Linked DNA regions of Mus musculus: all the other regions are linked to region 2. The links are chromatin contacts, called in public Hi-C and Micro-C maps. All regions are on one chromosome and are shown on one strand. Each heading gives the region's core, a stretch centred on a gene start, on an enhancer-like site or on the middle of the called end of the contact. The rest is flanking DNA. Distances are from core to core; before and after follow the strand shown.

What was found. Hi-C and Micro-C count contacts between places; a contact is called where the count stands out from the background.
Region 1: a contact with region 2 is called in a Hi-C map of myocytes, with 1.8 times the contacts expected there. The contact joins two enhancer-like sites. A contact is called at or near these places in 7 of 484 Hi-C or Micro-C datasets (the MC3T3-E1 cell line, the P5424 cell line, cerebral cortex and 4 more), 2 of 115 datasets of contacts at active chromatin or transcription factors (embryonic basal ganglia and embryonic hindbrain) and 1 of 9 other capture datasets (embryonic stem cells).
Region 3: a Micro-C map of muscle stem cells shows a contact between it and region 2, with 3 times the contacts expected there. The contact joins two enhancer-like sites. A contact is called at or near these places in 3 of 484 Hi-C or Micro-C datasets (embryonic fibroblasts, embryonic stem cells and muscle stem cells) and 2 of 115 datasets of contacts at active chromatin or transcription factors (neural tube and pancreatic cancer cells).

Annotation. Positions count from the first base shown.
Region 1 is chr13:107,618,200-107,621,241 of GRCm38.p6, reverse strand. No RefSeq gene overlaps it. Among named protein-coding and RNA genes, the nearest start is that of Gm32090, 6.9 kb to the right of the region's middle. Within about 2 kb of position 1,506, at least 99 of the 459 cell types and tissues checked have an H3K27ac peak or open chromatin away from gene starts, as enhancers often do. A contact at or near this core is called in myocytes, where this site is marked.
Region 2 is chr13:107,484,105-107,487,337 of GRCm38.p6, reverse strand. No RefSeq gene overlaps it. Among named protein-coding and RNA genes, the nearest start is that of AI197445, 16 kb to the right of the region's middle. Within about 2 kb of position 1,552, at least 65 of the 459 cell types and tissues checked have an H3K27ac peak or open chromatin away from gene starts, as enhancers often do. A contact at or near this core is called in muscle stem cells and myocytes, where this site is marked.
Region 3 is chr13:107,667,426-107,670,635 of GRCm38.p6, reverse strand. No RefSeq gene overlaps it. Among named protein-coding and RNA genes, the nearest start is that of Gm32186, 4.9 kb to the right of the region's middle. Within about 2 kb of position 1,960, at least 5 of the 459 cell types and tissues checked have an H3K27ac peak or open chromatin away from gene starts, as enhancers often do. A contact at or near this core is called in muscle stem cells, where this site is marked.

The DNA of each region.
Region 1 (3,042 bases), core at 257-2,756, 130 kb before region 2:
TATGGACTCAAGTGTGTCACTGGGTAGGACCCTGTATCTTATCACCCCCCCCCCACACACACACACACAAAGCTTCCTAGAGGATTCCTGTGTACAACCTCAGTTATCAGTGTATCTGCCCCTGTGTATCCAGCCCTGGGTTTCAAAACCTTTAGGTTTCATTATCACAAGTCTCTGGGGGAAGCCATGGAAGTTTCTCTGATTATTCTTGTCATCAGCTCCTGACCTCATGTTGCCTGAGCTATCACACTGCCCTGCAAGCCTGGAAATGAGTCTTTCGTCCTCTGTTCTAATCTTGCTGCTTTTATTTGATATTATTTGTAACTCTTGGGTAGCGTTCTCCAGCTCTGTTCTCTCGGAACTAGCCTGGCAGATAGTTGGTACCCTGAAGATATGAGGAGACTGAATCTTCCAGAACAACCCAGGTTCCAGGGGCCAGAGTTCCATAGGAAGGGGTAGTCAGGTCATGAAGGCTTTGTGGGAATCATTTTCCTGTTCAGGCTCAGATCAGTCCTTTGCTTTCTCATTCCCCGCCCCCCCACCCCCCAGCCCCCAACTTCTGAAGAGTGTGGTGTATGAGGGAATGGAGATCAATGGGAGGAAAACCACCAGACAGTCTTTCTGCTTTGGACAACATCTCTTGCAGGGGCCAGGTGGTCTTCTTGAGGCTCTCCGGGAGGCCCTGACTCCTGGGTACCAATGACCTCACCTCTCCCCTTTGTCCCTGCCACTGGCTTCCTGCTGGTGCTAATCTCTGGATTGCCTTTCCCTCCCCTTTGCCCTTTCACCTCCCCCTGCAGCAACTCCCCTGCATTAAATTCCCTCTCTTTGGCTCTTTTGTTAGCGGGACCCTGTCAATGAAGTCTGACATGCTGTGGTGAGAGGCCTGGCCTCATGTTCTCTGTGGGATATTCCACTATAAGCGCCATGGGAGAAGCATGCCGCGATCAAATGGAGCTTTGCTAGATGGCTCCTAGAAGATTCATTGAGCGGAGATATTGGTAGTCTGGGGGCACCCTAGGGGATATGGAGAGCGCCTTGAGGAACCTGAGAACTTCCTGTCACTTCATGTATGCGTGCCACCGATTTTGTTCTGGGATAAGAGCCTATAGCTTTCACCGGATTCTCCAAGGGAATTCAAAATATGTTAACAGCACGGGACTAGTTGTAGGACATCCATTTAAGAGTCCTGCGAGTCATTGTTCTGTGTGGGTCCTAATAGGAAATGGGACTCCCCTGAGCTCAGAATGAGACTTAAACAAGGGGAGCTCCTTCAGAAGTCTGGGCAGAATAGTGTGAACAGACAGGGGTAGGGGTGGGGTGGCAGACTTAGTTATAGCAACTAAGTGACGGTATGAAAGCCTATGACTGTAGGGTCACAGGAGGACACTGGGAGACTGGGGCTTGTGACTGGGGCTACAATCACTCAGTATAAGCAGAGTTCTGGGAGGAGTCAGCCACCCCATAGATGGGGACTCAAGAGAGGAACAAAGGAGGAGGGCCTGGCTGACCACATCTGCCTTGCCCTGGCAGCTGATAACCCAGAGAGTCTGAGTGATGTGGTGGGCAGGGCAGAGAGCGGCAGAGAATGTGGGTAAACAGATGAGCAGGGACAGAGCAGCGTGGGTGGACAGATTAAGCAACACACAGCGCACACTGCTAAAACTGCCCAAGAGAGAATCGGCCTGTCACGTTTGGTAGCTCCAGACCACCATTACTCACCATCTGACCTGGATTCTCCTTTTGATCAAACCTTTCCCCCACGAACTTGGCTCTGCCTGCTAAAGCCAGACGGAAGAGAAACAAAACCGAGTCGTCTGCTGTTAAGCTTTAAGCTGACCACGGAAGTCACAGAATGTGCCTGGGCTCCATCCATAGAGAACAGGGGTTGGATCTGACGTTCCCTGTGGTACCTTCTGGCGCACAGAGTTTATGATGCTTGAAGAGGGTCTTTGACTCTTTCCCTATTAAAGGCATTCAAGTGTTCTGACTCCTTCTAAGGAGGCGAACACCCTTCCCTTCTACGCTGCCATTGCCTGGCAGTGACCTAGAATCTTCCGGAGAGCAAGGCCTACTGTGCCCCAGTCCCTGCAAGGAGTGTTAGCAGCATTTCCTCGGCTTTGGCCATGCTGTTGATTGTACAGAAATGCTTCAATATGCGCTCGTGTTTAAGTGCTACCCAGGCTGCAGAGGAATTACGCTTGCGTATCTATTTGCATTACAGTCTGTGTCCTAGAGAAACTTCACATAAAGAAACAGGCTTGGCAACTCTGTTTCCCTGGCTGGTGGAAGAGATGAAGGGTTGCTGCAGGAGGGAGCCGGCTTTTGTATGCTTTTTTTTTTCTCTTTAATTTTATTAGCCGATGCAAATGATCTGTTCCACAAATGTAAAACAAGAGGACAAGAAAATGATCCCCCGTGTCAACATCAGGATGCCTGACTTAAAATCCCATTCAAACAGCTCCCCCCCCCCCCCAATGATCAGACACTGAATACATTATTTTTCTGACTTTGACAAAACCACTCTGCACAAAGAAGCAGCCCCGTGAGGTTACAGATAAACCAACCACGTTAAAACTTAGCATTTTCATGTCAGTCACAGATTTTCTTAAGGGCCAAGTTACTGTTTAAGGACTAATGTGTTTGGAGAGGAGAAAAAAAAATCGGCACTGTGTTATTAGGTAGGATCCCTTTTACATACAGGGTCTGGATCAGTTTGGCCCCGATTGTGTCTCTTGCTTTATTGTCCTACTTCAAACACAGGGCCGTGAGCATCATCTCAAGGAAGGGCTGATTGAACTGTCGCCCTGACACTTGTCAGCTGTGGATAATACGGGTTTCAGTCTGTCACGCTTTCACATAAATGAACCATGACAGAGATAGACTGTTGAATAGAAAAAGCAGTTTTACTGAGGATAACCTTTCTTGAATAAATGCAACAAATATTAAAGGGTGAAGGGGAGGGGGAACCATACCTTAGCAGAGTGGGGGCATTCAGAAGCAAATGCTTATTATGCTTTTGGGCCATCAAAATTGCCCATT
Region 2 (3,233 bases), core at 303-2,802:
ATATATATTTAATATATATATACATACATATATGAACTGTCTTTAGATGCACCAGAAGAGAGCCTCAGATTCCATTACAGATGGTTGTGAGCCACCATGTGATTGCTGGGATTTGAACTCAGGACTGTTGGAAAAACAGTCAGTGCTTTTAACCACTGAGCCATCTCTCCAGCCCAGAAAAGTTTTTTTGTTGTTGTTTTTTTTTGTTTTTTGTTTTTTGTTTGGTTTTTTTTTTTTTTTTTTTTTTTTTTTTTTGGTTTTTTAGAGACAGGGTTTCTCTGTGTAGTCCTGGCTGTCTTGGAACTCACTCTGTAGACCAGGCTGGCCTCGAACTAGAAACCCGCCTGCCTCTGCCTCCCAAGTGCTGGGATTAAAGGCGTGCACCACCACCACCTGACTCAGAAAAAGATTTCTTAAACATCCCCTTCCACTAGCCATAATGAGTCACTATTCCAGTTTTCTGTGGCTCTATTCTATGCCTCTCCCGAAGAAAGCTGGCTAGAGGAAACCTCTGAAATGCACCATGTCTGTGTTGCTAACATATCTAGTAGATAGGAAGAAAGCAAGAAAGCAAGAAAGCAAGAAAGCAAGAAAGCAAGAAAGCAAGAAAGCAAGAAAGCAAGAAAGCAAGAAAGCAAGAAAGCAAGAAAGCAAGAAAGCAAGAAAGCAAGAAAGCAAGAAAGCAAGAAAGCAAGAAAGCAAGAAAGCAAGAAAGCAAGAAAGCAAGCAAGCAAGCAAGCAAGCAAGCAAGCAAGCAAGCAAGCAAGAAAGCAAGAAAGCAAGAAAGCAAGAAAGCAAGCAAGCAAGCAAGCAAGAAAGAAAGAAAGAAAGAAAGAAAGAAAGAAGGCTTCTTCAAATAAAATTCCAAGGACTTAACCCAGAAGATCCTGGAGTCTACATCCCTAATGGAGATAAATAGAGAGGACACCCAAAGGTCCAGTGGTGGCTTTCCACATTCTAAAACCTTGGTGGAAGACTTTGACCTGGTCACTGTTGCTTCGTGATACAGTGGCCTCTGCTGGGTCAGGTCCTTCCACTTAGGTCTTGCAGGCTTTGTTGAATATACTGGTACATATGAAAGGAGAAGCAAGCATAGGAAATAACTGTCTCTGTAGAAACCATGACTTATCCCTTATTCTCCTATTCCCTACTGATATTTCCCGAGAACAGAAGGGACACGCACAACCTCATCTACTTCAGCCTCCTCCGCAGCCACTTACTGTCTCAGCAACATGGCTTGGATGTGAATAGAAAGAGTACAGGAGCGTCTTCTGAGAGGGGCTCAGGATGCCTGCATCTGCCAGGGCTTAGTACTTCCAGCCCTTCACACAAAGGGCCCATGCAGGCCACCAGGCAGTGGCTCTGGCCTTCTGTTAGTTTTACAGGTTGCCCTTGTTGACCTGTCCTGCCCAGCTGTTGGTCATGCCCATGTATCAGCAGCACTGGTGACAGGGAAGGGGACTTCCCATTTACTCTGACAACAAGGGACTGGGCACTGCCAGCTCATCCTGTGATTTCATTTCCACTCTCAGCCTGTGAGTCAGAGCGGGGCAATTACTTAGAGCCTGTGTGTATTGTCCAGGATAGCGCTGAGCACAGGAGCTAACCATGTATAAGAACTGAGTGGGCTTGCTCACAAAGCCATTTCCTTCCCTTGAAATCAAACTTAATTAAAAACATGTTAGCCCCATTCTTCCCAGGGCCAGCACTGCCCAGTGCAATGTGTGATCTGCCTCTAAGGGCACCAGTGTGAGGACTCCTGTGCCAATGGCTCAGAGTCGTATGGTGCCCTACCACACTAAAAAAGAAAAAGGAGATTTGCCCAGATAAACAATTTTATGTTGGAAGTGGGCTGAGATGAGTTTTCCCAGGGACTCAGGTATAGTGTCTCATGCCTATAATTCTCAACACGTGGGAGTTTGCAACAGAGGGATTGCCCTGAGTTTAAGGCCACAGCTGCATAATGCATTTTAGGTCGGTCTAGGCTACAGAATGAGACTTGGTCCCCACAGCAAAGCAAAACAAAACAACCCCTCCAGAAATAATAAAAATAAATAAAATAAATAAAAATAGAACTTTAAAGCAGCTACCACAAGCACAGCTTTGTGAGTTTTCAGTGTTCTTACTTGGTTGAGCAGAAACTCCAGTTGTCAAGTCATTGTTGCTTATTAGCTGATGTGGTACCTCATCTGCTTCCAGGGAGTTTATGGCAGGCAATTTATAACACCTACCTTAAAACCAGAAGGAGCCAAGCACTGCCTTCAGGGAGTTGAACTTGCAGTGTGAGAGACTTCTCAGCTACATGGGGGCCTAAGGAGCTTTTCCCTCCAGCAAAAAAAAAAAAAAAGTACCAAGAAAATGAGGTCTAGGTAGGCATCTCTAGGCTCCTTTCAGAACATCTTCCAAGCTCTGGCGGTACAGCCCAGGTCTCTAGAGGGAGGGGCCTGACTCTTCCCCAGGTATCTGACACACCCTGCAGGCTAGCCTGGGGAACCAGTGCTGTTAGCCTCCCAGATGAAATCCCAGGGGAGACGGGAGAGAGGCCTAATCAGAAGAGGCGGGGAGTGAGGCTCAGTGAGGCAAGGCAGCAGCCTGTGTGCGAGTTGAGCTTTATCTCTGAAAGGAGAGCAGGATGTGCCAGGCAGGGTTTTTAATATTCAGGTTGGAAAGGGTTTTAAATGCGACTTGGCATCATCGGCAATAATCTAGTTTAATTTAATTTGCTGCAAAAAGATGCCACTTGTGCCTCTTACGCCGATGCGTGAGAAAATGTCCCCCACTCCCTCCCACACACACTTTCGTCCTGCTCTTTGCTAAATGCCTTGGCTACATTCCTGTGGCCAGAAGGCTCCCAGGGCAGGACACTGGAGCTACTGGTGCAGCTGGGGCTCATTCTCTTTATCCACATGGCCCAGGTCACTGGACTCAGCTCTGCTGTTTTCATCTCATGGGGGACGACTGATAGCCCAGCCACTACTGTGAGTTGTCCTCTGCTTCATTTCTCCTCCTGATACCTGTCAGGCACTGAGATAAAGAGGGCTTGCCGGCATCCTCAGTTGTCACCAACCGCAGCCAGGCAGTCCAGGCTCAGTGGCCTAGCCTCTCCCTATTTCCCATTTCTAAATGCACCGCATTGATTTGCACTAGCACGTGCAGCCTCCGAATAATTGACAAACCTCCCTCCTCAGCATAGCCAATGGGATCAGATGAACAACTGGAATTTCAGCCGCTCC
Region 3 (3,210 bases), core at 711-3,210, 180 kb before region 2:
CGTGTCTAACCTCCCACCAGAAGGCCTTCCTACACTCCAGCCATGAACCGGACCAAAGACTGTCAGCCGTGTGGGAACCACCCCAGTGCCCCCTCTCTCCCTGCCCTCTCCTCTCTTTAGCTCCAGGGTTGACCCAGCTGTCCCTGGGGACCCCACTTTGTTCTCTGCTCTTCCGCGGTGTCCAGCAATGTCTGGGATGCCCAGGACTGAGAATCTGTTATCTCTGGCCTCTCTGAAGCCCAGAGACCTCGGGCTGCCCCTTGTCCACCCCTGCAGGCTGGGTCCCAGGCTTCCCACAGCCAGACACCCAATCAGGGCCGTGTGGAAAGTGTGTGGCAGTCCTCCTGCGTCTGCCTGCCCAGAGCACCGAAACTCTGGTGGGACACAGGTTTTCTCCCACTCTCTTTATTCCTCCATGCCTGATGCCCTACAACATTCAGCATGGCCTGGCCTGCCATTTCCTCCCCAGTGGCAGGTTGAGTCCACAGAGTTAGGCTCCTGCCCTCTGGGAGCTTCCATTTGTGCTAGCTCTGGCCTGGCCTTGCATAGCACACCCAGAATTTCCACTCCGTAGAAGGAGAGGAGATATCTCCTTCCTGAAGCACAGGAGTCCCTGTCAGTGCACTGACGGGACTTGGGCCTTAGATGGCTGGCTAAGAGCCCCTTCAGAGTGGAGTTGGAAGGATAGGTGAGCCAGAGAGTCTCAGGGATGTGAGAGGCCAGTCCCACACAAGGAACTTGATCCCACTGGTGGTTAACCTTGAGCCAAGGTGAGGTCTGGGGGAACTCAGCTTCTCTACCACCCCAAGCAGCAGCAGCCTGTTAGCTTTCTCTGCTTAGTGTGATATCCTAGATAACCATCCTTCCCACCTTCCTGAACCACGTGGAAAGGGTGCACGCCGTCCGTCCATTTAATCTCCGTTGCCCTGTGCACATCTGATCTCTTAATCTTCCTTCCCTCATGGAGAGGACTCCATCTTGCTGCCGCCTTTTTTCTAAGCTGGTGCCTGTTGCAGAAGATGCTGTGACCCCTCATCTGTCTGAGGTTCTAGGCCTTCTTCAGGGAGGGGATGCCTCCAAGAGGCAGAGAACACAGTGTTTGAGTTTAGAATGCTGGAAGCCTGTGTGAGAACTAGAGTGAATTTTGGTGTTTTAAAGCAATAAAAATTAGAGGCATAAAAATTGAAAAATTCAAAAGAGACAGACCTGAAAAAAAATGAAAATTTGGTCACTTTGTCTTCTATTCAACTCCTATGAGAGAAGCTTTGAAAGGAGTTGATCATGTAGCCAAAAGTCAGAGAATATTCTGCGTTTCTAAAGGGTTGGGCTAATCTACACAGCCTACTACCCGTGAGTAGTGAATGCTATGCAGAAAAGAGGGCTTCATTATTAGAGAGCTCCAGATTTGATCAGGACCAGCATTTGCTTGCTGTATGACCTTGGGTAAACATCCTAGTCTTAGTTTCTCTGATCCTGTCATGCAAACTAAGTCAACTTACTGCATAGTTCTATGAACCAGTTATATGGTACGGAATGTGTAAAAAATACATAAGATTTGTTCACAGGAGTGGGCAGAAGTGAACAGTCAGATGTCAGCCATGCCTTCACTCATCACCGGTTTATAAAGCACTCATTTTTGTTAGGTCAAGACAGAGAGAAGAAGGGAGGGTATTGCTCATGGGTACTGCGGTTAGAGCAAGCCTGCCTTCCTCTCCCCTCCCCTCCCCTCCCCTCCCCTCCTCCCCTCCTCCCCGCTCTCCCCCCCCCCCCCCCCCCCCAGTGAGCACTGGTGTTGAGTTGTTTAGTTTCTCAAAACCTGTTTTGTCCTCTAACAGTGGAGATGCCTAAGCACTTACCTTGACTGATTATTGAGAGGGAGAGCCAGGCCAGCACGCTCAGAACAATACTTAGAACAGCAGCTGCCTGCCCGCCCAGCAGCTGCTGTCCTGGTGGGGTTTGTGTCAGATGCTGCCACAGGAAGATGGAAGAGTGGCCAGACCATTTGGGGCTGCAGGGATCTTACCATCTAGTGACAGCACAGGGTTTGTGGTGATTCATTATCAACTTGGCACAATGTAACATTACTTGGGAGGCAAACTTCTAGGCGTGTCAGTGAGAACGTTTCTAGATTAGTTTAACTGAGGTAGGAAAACCCACCCTGAAAGTGGGTAGCCATGTCTAACGGGCTGAAGTTTGAACAGAATAAAACAGAGTGTGATGAGCACTAATATTCATCTCTCTGAGCTTCCTGATAGCGGATGCAGTGTGGCCAGCTGTCTCGTGCCAGCATGTCCTTTCCGCCATGATGGGGATCCTTTATTATGAGCCCAATAAACCCTTCCCTTTGTCCCTCCGTCCCTCCCTCCCTCCTTCCCTTTCTCCCTCCCTTCTTCCCTCTTTTCCTCCCTCCCTCCCTTCCTTTTGATGCTTTTGTTAGGTGTTTGCTACGGCAAGGGCAGACAACCCACTCAGGGAGCTATAAGGGTTGTCTCATAGTGGGACAGGTCAGAACTGAGAGCAGATCATGGTGGGAGGGAGGGCCCTGAGGGATGGGTAGGAAGAAGGGGTTAGGACAACGGTGAACAGAGCAATGCCCGGAGGCTGTAGCGAGTAGACAGGTTGGGGGCTTTGGAGGCTGCAGGGTGTAGCTGGAGAGACTGGACGTTGTTTAGAGCTGAAGACATGGGATAGAGGGACAACAAGAAACTAAGCCATCAGCCCCACGAAGGTAAGCGTTTCTGTGCTTGGTGAATTTTTGTCTGCATCCTGAGCCTATCACATATTGGGTCATGACTAGCAATATCATTGATAACAAATGACTGACCGACTAAAGAAAACTGAAGCAAGAGGTTGAGAGAGGAGGCGAGGCAAGGTAAGAAGAGCCTTCCCTGAGGCTCACCTGGTAAAGTGGCTTGTGGGTGGGTAGGCTGGAGGGAGAAGAGCTGGGAGGGCTGGTCTGGGACAGGCACAGGGCAGACATTGAAGCAGGGACACCCGCATCATTTTGGTCTCACTTGGGAGGTGTGGAGGCAGAGGAGGGGCAGGAAGCTCACCAGTCCACAGAGGGCTTCTGGGTGGGTGTCATGGAGCAGAGCAATGGCTGAACCTCAGAACCTTGGCTGAGGTGGGGAGGGAAAGGGAGGAAGAGGAAAGATTCCAAGAGAGATGAGGCAGAAGTCGGAGGTCAGAACTTGGATGAGGTAGGCACCA